Regions from separate parts of the Mus musculus genome. Here region 2 is linked to region 1. Evidence: chromatin contacts called from public promoter capture Hi-C data. All regions are on one chromosome and are shown on one strand. The core of a region is the stretch at or near the end of the contact, and the rest is flanking DNA. Distances in the headings are between cores, read along the strand shown.

Evidence for each region. Capture Hi-C pulls out chosen DNA fragments and counts their contacts.
Region 2: a contact with region 1 is called in a promoter capture Hi-C map of liver, with 2.7 times the contacts expected there. The contact joins the promoter of Ndfip2 here to the promoter of Fbxl3 in region 1. A contact is called at or near these places in 3 of 39 promoter capture datasets (liver and pre-B cells), 2 of 115 datasets of contacts at active chromatin or transcription factors (astrocytes and pro-B cells) and 2 of 9 other capture datasets (adipose tissue and liver).

What each region holds. Positions count from the first base shown.
Region 1 is chr14:103,094,912-103,102,719 of GRCm38.p6, forward strand. Fbxl3 (F-box and leucine-rich repeat protein 3) reads right to left here and starts at 4,621. Exons shown (of 5, transcript NM_015822.3): 1 at 4,251-4,621; 2 at 282-630. The coding sequence starts at 629.
Region 2 is chr14:105,253,969-105,261,776 of GRCm38.p6, forward strand. Ndfip2 (Nedd4 family interacting protein 2) reads left to right here and starts at 4,655. Exons shown (of 8, transcript NM_029561.5): 1 at 4,655-5,034. The coding sequence starts at 4,705.

The DNA.
Region 1 (7,808 bases), core at 3,371-5,870:
AATTTGCTGCCAACCATTCACCATTAATTTAAAACTTCAGTCACTTATTTAGACTCACTTAGTGGCTGCTTTTGCTCTTTTAAGAAATTAAAGGACTATTTTAGCTTTAGCAAATATAAAAAAATATTTGTAAAGAACTCTTAAAGGCATGCAATAATTTTAAAACTTTAAGCACTTTCCCTGAAAAGTTCACTATTCTAAGGACATCAGAAGCTCAACTGGCTGTGACAGTAACGGCAGTGAGGCGCTTTACTCGTTAACAGAAGGATGGAAGGGGTTACCTTGAAGCTGACATACTGTAGGTGGTTTGAGTGCCTTTTGATAATCTGTTTGATCAGCTCTGGGTGTGTGGCTTTCAAGTAAGATGTCGCTGGCTGATTCAGTTCAAATTCAAAACATCGCCACAAGTCAGGCATGTGAAATACCTGATTCCAATTCCGGCACACTTGGGAAGCATGAGCCCGGTCAAGAAGAGGCAAATACTTAAAAACATGGAGGACGATGTCCTGCAGGAGGTTACCCCAGTCACAAGGCTGCGAGCGCTCCTGTGTCGTCCTCGGTCTCTTGGGCTTCTCGGCAGTGCCTTCCTCAGCAGAGTCCTGGTCACTATCTCTTCCTCCTCGTTTCATCCTATTCAAGACAATCCATCATTTCCCATCCTACTTAACTTTTGATCAAATTCATCTTCTGTTACTGAAATGTGTTTGGATTTGGACAGAAATACGCATGAAAACCTGGCCCAACAATTCAAGGAGAATATAAAAATGCAATGAAACCTGCCGGTGGAGATGAAACTCCTGAAGTGATTTTAAACAGCTACATTTAAAACTACTTATAACTTAGGTAAACCATGAATTTATAACTCAAAACTTGTAGTCAACTCTAAAGGAGAACTACAGTGATAAAATCCAATTTTCTGTCAAATTTAAGGTACACCAAGGTCCGCATGAACCTCTAAACTCTTAAGTGGTCAACAGAGCTGCACTGAACAGCCTGTGAACAGCCTGCTACACATACCCCACCTCTGCTTGGTGGACGTAAATCTGGACTGAGAGTACAGCCCAATGGTAAAGCCCCTGCCTTAAGTACTCCCGCCCAAGCTCGACCTGCAGCTGCATGAAGTAGATGAGTAGTTACAGCAGTCTGCCTGACTAAGCTAAGCTTTGTCTCAGCTAGGATATGGTTTCTTCTCCCAACACATAACTGTCACTGTTTTTCCTGTCCATTTTCTGTATGTTTCCGCCATGGTTTTTCTATGTATTCTTACCCCCTTCATGCCATGAGATGTTCACGACAAACGGTACCATCAGCTCGAAGACCAAGCTCTCTCGAGGTTTGAATACTAGCTACACTTCAAAATAGCTCCATGGCTTTGGGAAATTACAAGACTGTCAGTACAAGACTGTCAGATGCTTCAGTTTGCAAAATGGTGATCTTTTGATACAGGGTTCTTGACATCTCAGCCCAGTATGGAAGCCATCACAAAGAAGTGACTGTCCCCAGAATGGGAAGAGCAATTTAATTTTTCTTTCAAAAAAGGGGAGGGAGCAGTGGTGTAGAGAAATGCCCTGGCAAGAGCATCACTAGCTTAGGGTAACAGCTGAAAATGCGCAGTGGGGCGGCACAAGCTCCAGCTATGTTCCCCAATATGCTCTTTTTCTTTCTACATTGTATACAGCTATTTCATGTAATCAGAGTTCCAAAGGACACATCTTCATTTGTTACTTTATTTACACTGCACTCTAGTCTAACCTGGACCATTCCTTGGTACTAGTATTTAGTCTAGGATCTACCATGATTTTTAGAGAGCAATTCTAGTAAGGCGCTGGTCCAAACAAGACTCAAAAGGATGGCTTGACTCCAACCAACTTGTGACAAATCATGTCGCAAGAATCGGGTTCCTCCGTGGTATGAAGGATATGCGTCTGTACAGACTTTCTCATCCAGAGGCTGGCAGAGAAGGGCTGAGGGCTGGAGAAAACAAACAGGATGGCAGAGAGCACAACCCTACATCGTCAGTCCAGGAGGCCTTGAAAAAGGAACTGTCTCCTTTGTTGTTCCTGCATCTGACTGTATGCACACACACAAAAGGGCATAGTCTCCAGGAAAAGCAGAATTCAGAAAACAAAATAACAGATGACAAGATGGCTTTATGGAACATTCAAACTTATGAATCTATGAATAGATTTTTATGTGTGTTCAAAGTTAGAATGATCAACACTGACATTAAATTAAAATAAAAAGTCCTTCTATGGGTAAGCGTGTCATTATGACCCATTTTCCAACTTTAACTTATCCTGAAGGCTTAACTTTAATTTTAGCATTTCAATTTGGGTCAAAGAACGAAGAGTCTGCTACTTAGGACTCAAACTTTCTTACTGGCAGAAACTACTCAGAATTCTGAGATAGAGATTCAAAAAAGAATGACAAAGTCTTCCTACTTCCAGACCTCCTGCCAGGATGCTCTGCTGTATCTGGCGAAATCTTCTAAAGCCAGACCATAAAGATTAAACACTTCATTTTACAGTCAAGTGTACAGATTCAAAACCAAAACGAGGACAGCAGCCTTTCTGACAACACTCTAAGGACACTCTGCTGACCCTAAGTTTATACAATTTTTATGTGAGACAGGCTCTCTATGTGAGCCTGGCCAGCCTGGGAATCAGAGATCCACTGCTTCTGCCTTCCAACACAGTCCCATCTAAATAAAGGGTATTTCAATCCCCCTTTAAGTTGGGAAGGCAATGTAAAGTCACCAACGCTAAGGAAGATCAAGTACACGGTTACACTTGATCTAAATATAAACTGAACACATGGATCATCAAAGTATATATTAGTACTTATTACTTTATGAATAGCTAAGAAAGTCTATGGACTATCATAAGCATTATGAAATTAATGTCACTCTTAATGGAAAACTAATGGACCAAAGGTTAAAATGTGCTATGTACTATTAGGTGTAAAATTAACTAGTGAATAAATAGCTAATAACATTTTAAATATTGCTTTTCCTTGTTGGCCTTTTTAATTCGAAATTTCCAATGCTTTTATTTTAACTATCTGCACATGAAGCTCTGCTGCATAAAGAACAATTCGGTGCATTCACTAGTACACAACTAGTTTAGAGTAATGGGTTTTATACTGCTTCTAGTGGAAGTCAAAGTGCCCTTTATAGCTGAACAGGAAGAGTGTGGTGTATAAAACAGGACACTAAATATCAATGCGATTTCCTAAGCACAGAAAACTGGGCTCCAGCAGTTTTGATTTATTGCAGTGTTTCAAGAACCCAGAGAAAGTATGGTGGCAACAACTTTAGCTAGTGTTTACATCAAGTGTCCAAGATGCAACTAATGAGGGACACCCAGTAACTTGAGCATCACCAAGAATTAGTGAGCTAATCAAACATTTCCTTAAACTGAAACCAAGAGCCAAACTTCCCTTACTGTCTTTAAACATTTACATATTCTGGACATGCAAAAAATATTTTTTAAAAAATTTGTACTTTAGGTTTAAAAGTCCCGTTCTGGCATTACATTTGCATATGCCCTTTTGTTTTGTTTTTCATAGAAGGAAACCTAACACACATTCTTTGGCTGAAATACAAGAATGGAACAATACGAAAAAGATTAACTCTCAGAATGGTGAGAGCACAGTGGATATAGATGAACTGGGACTGGACACACAGACAAGACACAACCGGGAGCCGGCACACAGGTAACACGGGGCGGGTTACAGACATTTTAACATCTACAGGGACATTTTTTTTTTAAATTCGCCTTTTGGTGTAAGCAAAAGATACAAACATCTGGGCAAGTGGGATAGGCACCATTACCAACAAAACCGCCGCCCGCTCTCACCTCGCACGCGGCTCGGCGATGCCCTGCCCGGGCGGCTTCCGGGTGGTGGTCTGCAGCACGCGACCCGGGCGGCTGCCCCTAAGTTCACCAAGTTTTCCACCGTGCGCCTCCCCGGCCCGGCTTCCGCACACACTGACCGCCCAGGCCCCCGGGCTTTCCAGCCGCCTGCACCCGCGCCGCCCAGGGCGAGCCCGGAGGAGCCCGTCCTCCTCGCTGCCCCGCCACGCGCGGCCACCGAGCGCGCGCCGCGCCGGCCACGCCTTGTTGACAGACACCGAGGCCCGGGCGCGGCGGGGCGGGGCGTTGTTCCCGTCGCGCCCCGCGCGCGCCCCCGGCCGCCGCCGCCGACCTCCCCGCCCGACTCCGGGCTGCGGCCCCGAACCTCCGCCGTACCTGCTGCCGGGGGCGGCTTCCCCCACACAGCACCCCGGGCCGCGCGGACGACGGCGGCAGCGGCGGCGGCGGCTCCCGCGCCTCTCACATGAGGCCTCCCGGGGCCCCGTCTCCGAGCTCCCGCCGTCGCGGCCCCCCGCGCTCCGCCCGCATCCGAGACGCTGGTCCCGCGGCGGGCGCCGACGCGGCTCCACCTTTGCGGCTCCGGCTGCCCCGGTGTGTGGGGAGGAGAGCGTCGCGTCCCTTCTCTGTCCCGCGCGGTCTGTGTCCTTCGCCCCGGCACCTCCTCGTCGCCCGCCCGAGACGCCCTAGGCGAGCAGCGATCGACAGCAGCGAGCCCGAAGCTTCGGCCCAGTTAGGGAATCCAAAATGGCGCCCGCAGTTCGCGGCCGCGCGCTTGCCCCTGCGCGTCCCCGCCCGAGGGGGCGGGCGCGCGGCCGAAGGGGCTGGCCGGGCGCGCGCACCGAGGCGGCTCCAGCCTCCCGGGCTGTCCCTGGCCAAGTTTGTTTAGGGGCGGAATGTGGGCGGGTTGGTGTTCGCCAGACGTGGCTGGCCTTTCCCAGGGTTAAAACCGGAAAGTTTAGGGCGGGGGAGCCGACGCCAAAGGCGGAGGGAGTGTCTGCAGGGCGGGACGCACCCCTACCGGACGTAAACATCACCTGACAGCGACCCACCTCCGCGAGGAGGGCGCGGCCAAGGGAGCCTCTGAGGTTGCTGTCTGTACCTAGAAAAAGAATAAATAAATCAACGTGGTGGACGTTGCGATCACTACGGGTTTCTTAAGACAATATTTGCATTTCCATTTTTCCAAGGCTTTTTTTTAATGAGTCATAACTTTTTCAAAATCACATTTACTTATGAAACAGAACCCCCAAGTCTGAGATTTCTTTTCAGAAACACGTAAAGTGTGAAGAAGCAGATGGCTAATTAAAAAAAGACAACCCCCACTCCTCGCTCCCGGGTGGTGGAGCGTTTTGTAAGTCAAGGAGTCTTTTAAATGCTATCAAATATTTGACTTTTTTTTTTTTAAGTTTGGACTTGGAGATACTGAGTTTTTCCTAAAATAAGAAAAGTCCCCAGAAAATCTTAAGGTTAGCTGTATACCATGCCTTCTGCTTTTTCTGTGTTATTTCTCCAAAGTAAAGATCTCTTCTCTCTCTTTCGTTTCCTACCCTCCTCAGTTTTCTTTATACTGATTTTCATTTTGTAGATCAGGCTGGCTTGGAACTCTGAGATCCACCAACCTCAGCCTGCTCAATGCTGAGATTGAAGAAATGTGCCACCACACGGAACAAAAACATGCTGAACTTTAAAATGCTTTTATGTACTTGTTTTTAATTTACTATTAATTTTATAAGCTTTTCGTTTTGTTGTAGGTGTGAGTGTGCGCGTGTGCGCGCGGCGCGCGCATTTGAGTGCAGTGCCCGTGGTGTCTGGAGTGGATGTTGGATTCCTTGGAGCTGGAGTTATTTACAGGCAGATGTGAGCCACTCATCCTGAGCGCTGGGAACTGAACTCAGATCAGCTGGAAGAACAGCAAGCACTCTTAACTGCTAAGCTGTCTCTCTAGCCCAGAGTAAATTATTATATTTTTTAAAAGATGAAGTCATGAGAACAGGTTCTGTCACACACTTAAGACCGTCACCATATAATGTACATTTAAACAAACTAGAAGAAAGGAGTTTTAATCTTTTTAACCAGAAAAAAATATGTCTGAGGAGTTAGAATGACTAACCCGATTTAAACATTAGACGTTGTGTATATGAACTGAAGGGGCTGGAGCACTGCTCTGCAGTTAAGAGCGCTTGGTGATTTTGTAGAGAATTCCAGCTCCCACGTGGTTCACAGCCATTCATAACTCCAGTCCCCGGAGATCTGATTGGTCCTTGAAAGTGGAGCACAGACATACGTGCAGGCAAACACTGATACACACAAAATATTAAACATTTAAACTGAATACACTAATCAGAATATCACACATTATACCTTAGGAGGTGTAATCTTCTGTATTAATGATTTTAAAATGTCAAATAAATGAGAACAACTACTGAGAATAAGAGTCGAGGTGAGCACTGTTCATTAGGAATCTATGCAAGGTACTCGTGCAATTTAGGTTTGTAGCTCCACATTAAAAGTTAAAGGTCAGTTGGTGACAAGGCTCAGCTGGCAAAGCTACTTGCTGTTCAATCTCTTGACCTGAGTTTTATCTCTGGAAACCAAGGTGAATGTGGAGAACTGACTCCCTCTGACCTCATCTGGAGAGCACAAGGGACACACACACAAAGTTAAAGGGTGGCTGGAGAGTTGGCTCATTGGTCAGGAGGACACACCAGTTTTCACCCCCCCTCAATGGGCCACTCACAACTGCCTGTCATTCCAGCTCCAGGGGATTGGAGCGCATCTGCTCTCTCTCACATGCACAGACCCACATAAAGGGGACAACATCCATTTTATTTACGTAATCCAATACATCCAAAGTAGTATTTCTACATGTAAGCAATACAAAAAAAAAAAAATCAATCACTGGGCTATTTTCTGTTTTTCTCTGTGAGACTCAGTTGGTAAAGGGTTACTAACTAGTTCACAGGCTTAGGGAAGCCCAAAACATGTCAAGGATGTGAATGAAGCCCATTGTAAAATAACCAGAGGCTTAGTGGCTTAAAATAGTAAAAAAGGGAAAAAAGTATTTGTGCAATTCTGGACATAAAATATCCAAAACGGGCTAAAATCAAGGTGTCAGCTGGCCACGGCCTTTGGGATGTGAAGAGGGGAACCTGTTCAGCTGCTTTTCCAGGGCGTCTAGGTTCTTCATGCTTGACTTGTTCTTACATGTTTAAGGCCAACAGTGGATCATCACTGAGTCCTGTGTGTGCCTTCTCCCTCCCTCTATCCCACCCTTCTTCTCTCCCTCCCACCCTTCCTTTCTTCTTACCCTCACCCCCCCCCCCACACACACACACACTTGTATTCCCTATCAGAACCTGGTTGCTTCTTCTTTCCCCAACTGGGACCCTTCTGTTGACGTTGACCACACTAGTTAACCCACCCTAACCTCATTTCAAAGTCCATATCCTCCCATTTGCAAGCAATACATTACAAAGATGAAGAGCCGCAAAGTTGGGAAGGGCATCCTTGTGCGCCCTCCTAGCCTTAGCACAAAGGTTAGCTACCGTAAGCCATCAGTAAATGATTTAACTCCTTAAACTACACCTGCAATTTTCATGTTTGTGTTCTGTGTATGCCTTGTTTCCCAGAACTTAGCACGGTTCCACGCACCCATTAACTCACAGGATCCATTCAAGCGCCTGAGAGGAAGTCAGGGTTACTAAGCAACTGAGGACACAGCCTTGCCCTCATCAGAGCTTGTTGTCAAGTGCTGACCTGGATGGAGCAGGTGCTCAAATATTTATTAAAGAAGTCAACAAAGCCAGACAGTTTACATACACTTCTGAGGAATACTAATGCCTTCATTCTTAAACTCTCTCCAGCACAACCTCTCTCACTTCTGCTTTTAAAAACTTCCCAGTTTCTTCAGGACCCTACCTGAATTCGCTTATT
Region 2 (7,808 bases), core at 3,405-5,904, 2.2 Mb after region 1:
TAGTCATGCCTTATCTGGATTTTACAGAACCACTTTAGCTTATGTTTAACCAGTTCAGCACATCGATATGGCTATTAATCATTCAAAAATAGTGTTGCTGGGATGGCATTTTAAAGTACGACTGAAGTTCACAGTCAGTTGTTGACTTTAGGTGAAGGTTACCCTCTAGAATCTGAATGGGCCTGATTTGATCACGTAAGTGTATTTGAGAGCAGAACTTGGTTTCCTCTAAGATTTTTCTGCCTAAGACAGAAAGAACCTTTAGCTCCTGCCAGAGTGGATCTTCAGTTGCCTAGCCAGCACTTACAGCTACATGCGCTCATCTCTGCCAAACAAAACCACTTATAATAAATACCCTTGAAGCAAACAAAGGAAAAAACAACAAGATCTCAAAGGCAAAAATACATTCTTTTCGGTTGTAAACGTAACCTTTAACGGTGAGCCATCTCTCTAGCCCTCCCAAACACAGTCTTAATATATATATTTCCTTCTAGTTCTGTTTCTGTAGTGGAAGTCTGATACATGGAAGACCAGCTTCACTTTAGAGTTTCCCTTTCTACTGGAAGAGAATAAGGAGAGAGCAAAAATCATGTGCCTCGTCGTCAAATCGCTTGCTTCACATTTTCTCTCTAAAACTGTAGGGCTGAACAGATGACAGAAATCCCAGCTAAATATGGAACATGGTATGATGCTAAATTGAGGTTCAAGCCTATAACTGCTTTAAGGACAAATAGACACAGCAATACTGAGAAATTTTGGATTGATAAATGTGTTCATTTTCATTTACTAAAGTGAAAAGCAGACCTTTTTTTTTTTTTTTTTTGTATGCTCGGAAATACATTTTAAAATGTTCAAGTTCAGCAAAGGACAATGGCTTTTAGTTAGCTATAGATAGACATCTCCAGGAGATGGTAATTTACTTCTTTTTAGTCACTCGGTAGATACATGTACAAAGCCACATATAGTCAGTGCATCAGTTAACTGTCAGGATTTGGGTCCCACTACCCATCAAATACTAGAATGTACTTTGAGGATAACATATATTTACATATGATACAGTGTGAAGAGAGCCACACCAAGAAATTCCCCAGGAGACTTTGGATCCTATGCCAACCTGTGACTTAGACTGTGGCTCTCTGTGGGCAACAGCATCTATCTCTACCACTCGTAAACTTATGAGACTCTTAACGAAGAATCTGCTGTCTGTATGTGCAGCTCAACAGACCTGGTTGGGAGAGAAGATGGCCAACGAAGTTACTTTACTCCCGGAGGGAATGGCTCTGCCTCTGGGAAGGTGGGAACAGTTCCCACTGAAAAGTAAGTCCCGATACAAAGAGTTAGCTATGCCCTCATGTTTTGTTCTATAGAACATCAGTTATCGTTAATGTGAAGGTTGAAGACACATTGTGTCGATTTGAGAAAATGCTAATGTAAAGTACTGAAAGTTATCATGGGCGTGAAAAACTAACAACACAAAGTGGCTGTGGTCATTTTTATCACAATTTGTATAGCATCATTAATATCCTATCATTTTGCATCTTGGTACTTGTCTTGGCTGGGTTTTCCAGAAAGCAGATGCCGACATAATATTAAGAGTGTGAGATATTCACTGAGGACTAACAGTGTCTGAATGGAAAGGGGGCTGGCCAGGGAGAGCAGCTGCAATACAACGCAGATTCGACAAAGTACTTGCTCAAAGGTTAGGTGAGTCGGGCTGAAAGAGGTTTGGTCTGAAAGTGGTTAGCTGTAACAGATTACGCTGTTACTGTCCAGCCGCCTAGCTCAGCGAATGGCTGGACGATGTTCAGAAGAGTGAATCACTGCAGGTCTAATGCTTCAAAGCCCACAGCTGGCTGGTGCTGGTTGCCCACATTCCTTACAGATGAGCAACTGCACATTCCTGAAAGAGAATCTGGGGCAGATGTTCTGCCCAGTTTGGCAGTGTGGCACCTGTAAACATTTGGGTGGCTGAGTTTGGAGATGGAATTTGATTGGGTTAGTGAGAAGTGTTAGTCAACTGCAGTGAAATTCTACAGTTTGACTTGAGGTGGCTTAGGACATCAAGTTCTATTTTTTTTAGGTAAGTAGAGTTGACACTAAAAGCTCAATGTTGAAAACATTACCAGATACTGTTTAAGACCTCTAGAGAGTATTGTCATTTCCTGACTCCGTTCTCTCAAGAGGATTTCTTTTTTCATCCACAAGGGATGGCTTCCAGTGCTCATGCTTTGTTAAGGTCATAGGTGAGTGAACAGGATGCCTCTTCTGCAATGGGAGCGCATCGTGATTCCATATGGACGAAGAAGGGTGGGACTGGCTACTTATGATGAATCATTCCTTTATCTCTTCTTCACAGTGCCACAGTGCAGATGACCAGGACAGGGAAAGGAGACAGGGACTTGCCCTTTTATAGGGTGCACTATTGATCATGGTGACCAACATTGGGGGCCCTTGTATCTATCAGCACTTACCAGTGACTTTAGCATTGGTAAAGTTGCTGCTCTCTCTGCCCCTTAGCTTCTCTCTCTGTTAAGACTAATCATGCCTATTTACACCACAGAGTGGTGTGGAGGCTAAACTAACACTAGATTCAGATCTCACTGTCTCATTGTTCTTCCAAACTTCCTCACTGAAAATCTATTGTGTCATTGAATCATGCCATCTGCTCTGTGAGAGTAGAAACAGTCAGAGAACCTGGGTGTGGGTAGAATGGAAGAGCTGATATAACCCAGGGTTCGGGGTGTCTGTTTTGAGTCAGGTCTCTGATTTTTAATGGCCTCTTTTTCTTAGAAGTAATAAAATTTAGAGACAAGTGAACCTACACAGCTAATGAAAATAAAAGGGCACAGGAATTCAATTCTAAATTACCTTTATAATAACAAGTTATATTGGGATCTAATTTTTCTTTGCTAACACTGGGTGTTGTTTAGCTCATGAAAGGCAATTCTATTCAGGATGATACTGTAAGGAGTTGGCACTTGTGCTAATAATATCGATTAAATTAGGATCTAAAATATACTACATTGGAACACATGAAGAAAATTAGGTATGACAACACCAATTGCTTTTTATTATTTCTGGTCTGGCAATGCTAATATTAGATATTTTAAGATGATCCTAATAGAGATCTGATAAATCATCTGAAAAATAAAAATATCAGAAAGACTTAACTTTTCTAGCTACAACTATACAAAGTTTATTGAACTTTGTTGGATCTGGCCAGTTGTACCAGTCTCATCTGGCTTCCTTTCTTTCGGCAATCTCATCTGCACATGTATGAAGCAAAGTGAGAGATGGTCTCCAGGTTTCCCTCCCCGGATCCCCAGGAGATCTCCATAGTAAGAACAGTTATGGGGAAAGGGCTTGATTATCTTAAAAAGAACAGTTGGGCCAGATCGAGTAGGGCCACAGATCTCAGGGTACAAGAAGCAGATGTTTGGGTTAAAAGGTACCTTTTGCTGGTCTGCCATAGTCTTCTAATTGTTAGAGAAACATGCTCTGTGCCGAGAGAGAGAGAGAGAGAGAGAGAGAGAGAGAGAGAGAGAGAGAGAGAGAGAGAAAAGAAGAAGAAGAAGGAGGAGGAGGAGGAGGAGGAGGAAGAAGAAGACAAAGACGAAGATGAAGAAGAAAAGGAGAAGAAGAAGAAAAGGAAAAGAAGAAAAGAAAAAGAAAAGAAAGAAAAAGGAGAAGAAAAAGGAGAAAAAGAGAAAGAAAAAGAAGGAAGAAGAAAGAAAAAGAAGAAGGAAGAAGAAAGAAGGAGAAAGAAGGAGGGAGGAGAGGAGAGGAGAGGAGAGAGAGGTGTCACAGGGTATTATGATGCGCCACAAAAACTGATTCTTTACCATTATCTTAGGAATATCTGAGTATTATTAGCACACACACAAAAATCCTACCTCACTTCATTATTTTCTTCTGTCCTTCCCATTTCCTATTTCTAAAGGCCTCTTTCTCTGTATGTCATCAGAATATGTTTGAAGAATTTGTAAATCTCTTAGAAACAAGGGGGCAAAAGAAAGAGGAGGGTAAAGCCCTATTCAGGATTTTCAGAGTAATGAAACTGTTCAGTATGATATATAATAGTTAGGGTATATTTGTCAGAACTCCTACAACGTACAATGTTCAAAATGAACTCCAATGCAATCTATTATGGATTCTAAGTGATTGACAATGGTACGCTGTCAAATGGGTTTAACATTTGTCACAAATGAGCTGTTCTACTGAGGAAGGCTACGCGTGCTCAGAAGCAAGACTGTCTTTTTTTTTTCCTTCCTCGAAATTTTACTGTGACTTTAAAGCTGATTTTATATATGTATATGTGGTCTTTGTATATGTATATGTCCCTGGTATTTGGTAATTCATTACCTCATTAATGATTTCGAATGAGCGCCTTTTTAGGCCTGTCCTGAGATGGATCTCTTTGAGATGCTCTAGGCTGGGGACTAATAAAAGGGCGACCTGTCCTCAGGTGCTCTAGGAATGCAGCGCCTCCACCCTCCGCAGTGACGATGCATCCTCTCGCCCCACAGTGAAACCTGCCCTCACAGGAAAATCCAATCAAGTGGGACGATTTTTTTTTTTTTTTTCTTTTCCGCTTCGGTTGCCACCGCCCACTGTCGACTAGATGACAACCTAGAGGGCTCCCGGGGACTTGCCTGACTCTTCCATCTCCTCCCACCTAGGGACACCTCCGGAGCCGGGCGGCGGATGGGACGCCGGCGGAGCCAGAGAGCATGCGCGTCCGCGCCGAGCATGCTCAGTAGCGCGCGCGGCTCCCCGGAGCTCCGGCGCCGATCGGCGAGCGACGCGGAGCTCTCCGCTGGAGCCGAGGGAGCGACAGGAAGTGAAGCGGCCCCGCCAGGCGACCTCGGCGGCAGAACCCGAGGCGGCGGAAGAGGCTCTGCGGCGGCGGCGGCGACGACGTCGACCCGGGAGGCCGAGGGAGCTGAGCGCCGAGGGGACACGCCCGCTCGGAAGCCGGACCCCGAGGCGGGCAGGATGGATCACCACCAGCTGGGGACTGGTCGCTACCAGGTGGTGAGTGCGCGGGCCCCGGGGAGGACGCTGGCCTCGGGGCGTCCCGGCGGGCCCCTTCCCGCCCAGCCCACCTCTCCGCCAGCCCCCGGCCGCAGTCGACGGCCAGCGCCCCGCCGAGCCCCCTCCCCGGCGACGCTCCCCGACTCACCCCGGCTGGCTTTCTTTCCCCTCCTTCTTCCCTGACTCACACACCCGTGAGCAGTGAGTGGTGTCCCCCTGCGGCGGGGCAGGGTGCAGGTACCTGTCAGGGAGTCGACCCGACCGGTGGCCTGAATTGTGTGAGGTTATAGAGTGGGGTGCAGCAGGGCTACAACCGGCGTGAGGGGTAGAGAAGAGCTGTGATGGGGAAGGTGCCTCTCTTCTAGTTAACCTTGTCATTTTGCCCTTTTCCATTGTGTTAGTATTACAGTGATCGTTTTTTTTTTCTTTTTTTTTTAAATCTGTTCCTGCTTTGCCTGTGTTCGTGTGTGCAGCGCTTTATTAGAAAAAAAAATCAAACCTTGTTTGAAATGAAATAGTTTTCATTTAATACAGAGTTTTAAAATCACTCAAGTATGTAAACCACCAGCTATGCTTAATGAGTGAAATGCGCCCTGTATTTTCTTTGTCAGAATCTCTGTATTTTACACCCTGTGTGTTTTAGTGATGTCATTGGAGATAAATATTGTGAATAGCATTGTCAGCAATATTTACTTTATTGCGTTTTCACTTATAAACTTTTAGATAATTTAGTGGAACATAGTTACGGGGGGAGAGAAGAAAAGCATTTGTGCATATTGTTGCTATTGCGTGTCGGGTTTATAAGATTGCACAGTTAGTCCTATATGTCATCTTTTCTGTCTGTCTGCATGTGTGTTGTGCCTTTTGACAAATCTGAAGGATTGTGGTAGAGACTTAAATTTTCATTTTTTCTTTGGTAAGAATTCTCTGTCATTTGTGTCTATTTGCTATAGCATGGCCAGGTGATTTAGATTATGAACTTTCTGAAAATTATCAACATTTTCAGAATGGCTTAGGAAATAGAAATCTTGCCAGTTTATTGAAGGTGCTTTTCAAGTTGTCAGCTTTGGGTAACTTTATATTTTTTAAAAGACATTGTTCCCTTTCTAAGTGTTTGCAAAAAAAAAAAAAGCCACGTAATTTTATCATTGATACTTGTTTTACTTCTCAAATCTTACCCACTTCTGTTTGTGTCTCTAAGTGATATAATTTGATTTGAATTCTTTCTTTGGGTTGCTTTTCCTTATTGGGCTCAACCATGGATGATACTTAAAATAGTGTTAATAGTTTTAATTTATTATATTGTCTCTTTTGCTTTTGATGGAGGTAACTAGTTGAGACTATTTTTTTCTCTCAAAATCTCTTCAGATAATGTTGGAGTTTACTTTTGTCTAAACTTTGAAAGAAGGTATAAAATACTACATTTTTTTCCCTTCAAAACTGAAGCTGTGTCCTATAAAGACTTTGAGTGGGTGGAGCCACTCTGTAAGGGCAGAGGGCAGAAATCAGTCATTCTAAATAAATTATTTCTTTTAGATAGAATATTATTTTTTATGGGGAGAAGCATTGGAGAATTTTATTATAGTCTAAATTTGTATTTTCATTCTTTTACTTTTGTGGTTACATAGTAAGTTCGTGTGTTTAGGATGATAAACTGCCCTCCTCCCTTTTTTTTTTGCGAGTAGCTTTGTCTGGGAAAACGGCATAGATACAACTGAGTTTGAGTTTTGCGTAGACTCGGTAGCTGGGGTTCAGTCTGGAAGCTTAGCTTATGTAATGGGCATGCCTGTTTTATGGCTACCTTTAGGTCAGGCCTTATTTTGAAACTCTAGAATGATTAATAAACTGGAGCAGTAAACAACTTTGTTAGCGATGATGAGGTCAGGAGATAGGGAACTGTACATAGGGGTGAGAAACACTGTGCTGTGTGGATTTACTCTTATTTAAAGAGCTAAAACTCAGCTCTGCATACTGGTGATGCCTGGTGATCAGAATGGCTTACTGTCTTTAATCCACGTATACAGTTTATCCAGGACATTTTCTTTTCTTTAGGGTATCCAAAGGGTTTATTCTTTTATTATTGCTTTAGCCAACATATTAAGTGTTGGATTTTATAAGTCCTTTTTGTACTTTCGTGTCCTACATATGCATACGTATGTATATATAAATTTAAATCTACATTTCCTCTTAGGATAGAAAACATGCCTTTTTCTCTCTGAATCTGGCTTATTTCACTTAACATATTGTGTCCCTTCCCACCCCAGTTCCATCTGTTTTCCTGTTTCCTAAGAATGTTCATTCTTTTCAGCTGAATAAAACATCCTCATGTATCTATACATTTTCTTTGTCCATTTATCTGTGGCTGGGCCTCCAGGCTGTGTCCACATCTGGATGACTATTATTTTTAGCCAGACTGGCCTGTGCACATTCTGGATAAGCATTCAACCATCGAGTAGCCAAGGAGCTCATGATCCTCCTGCCTCAGCTTCCCACTAGGCTAACAGCCACACATCACCATCCCTGGCTATAATAATGTCCCCCCACCCCATTCCCTATTCATTGCTAGAAATCCACAACAATAGACAACATGTACAGCTACAATGTCTTGCTAATTTTCTAATTTCAGAAAAAAAAAAAGATGAGGCATGGTGTTTACTTTCAGTGTGTTTTGGGAGATTGAGTTGTGCTTGATAGGAAAAGAGCGATGCGCCACACTGCCTAGCTAACTTGCTCTGCATCTGCCACTGCAGCTTGCATTCTGCTTTGCTGGTATC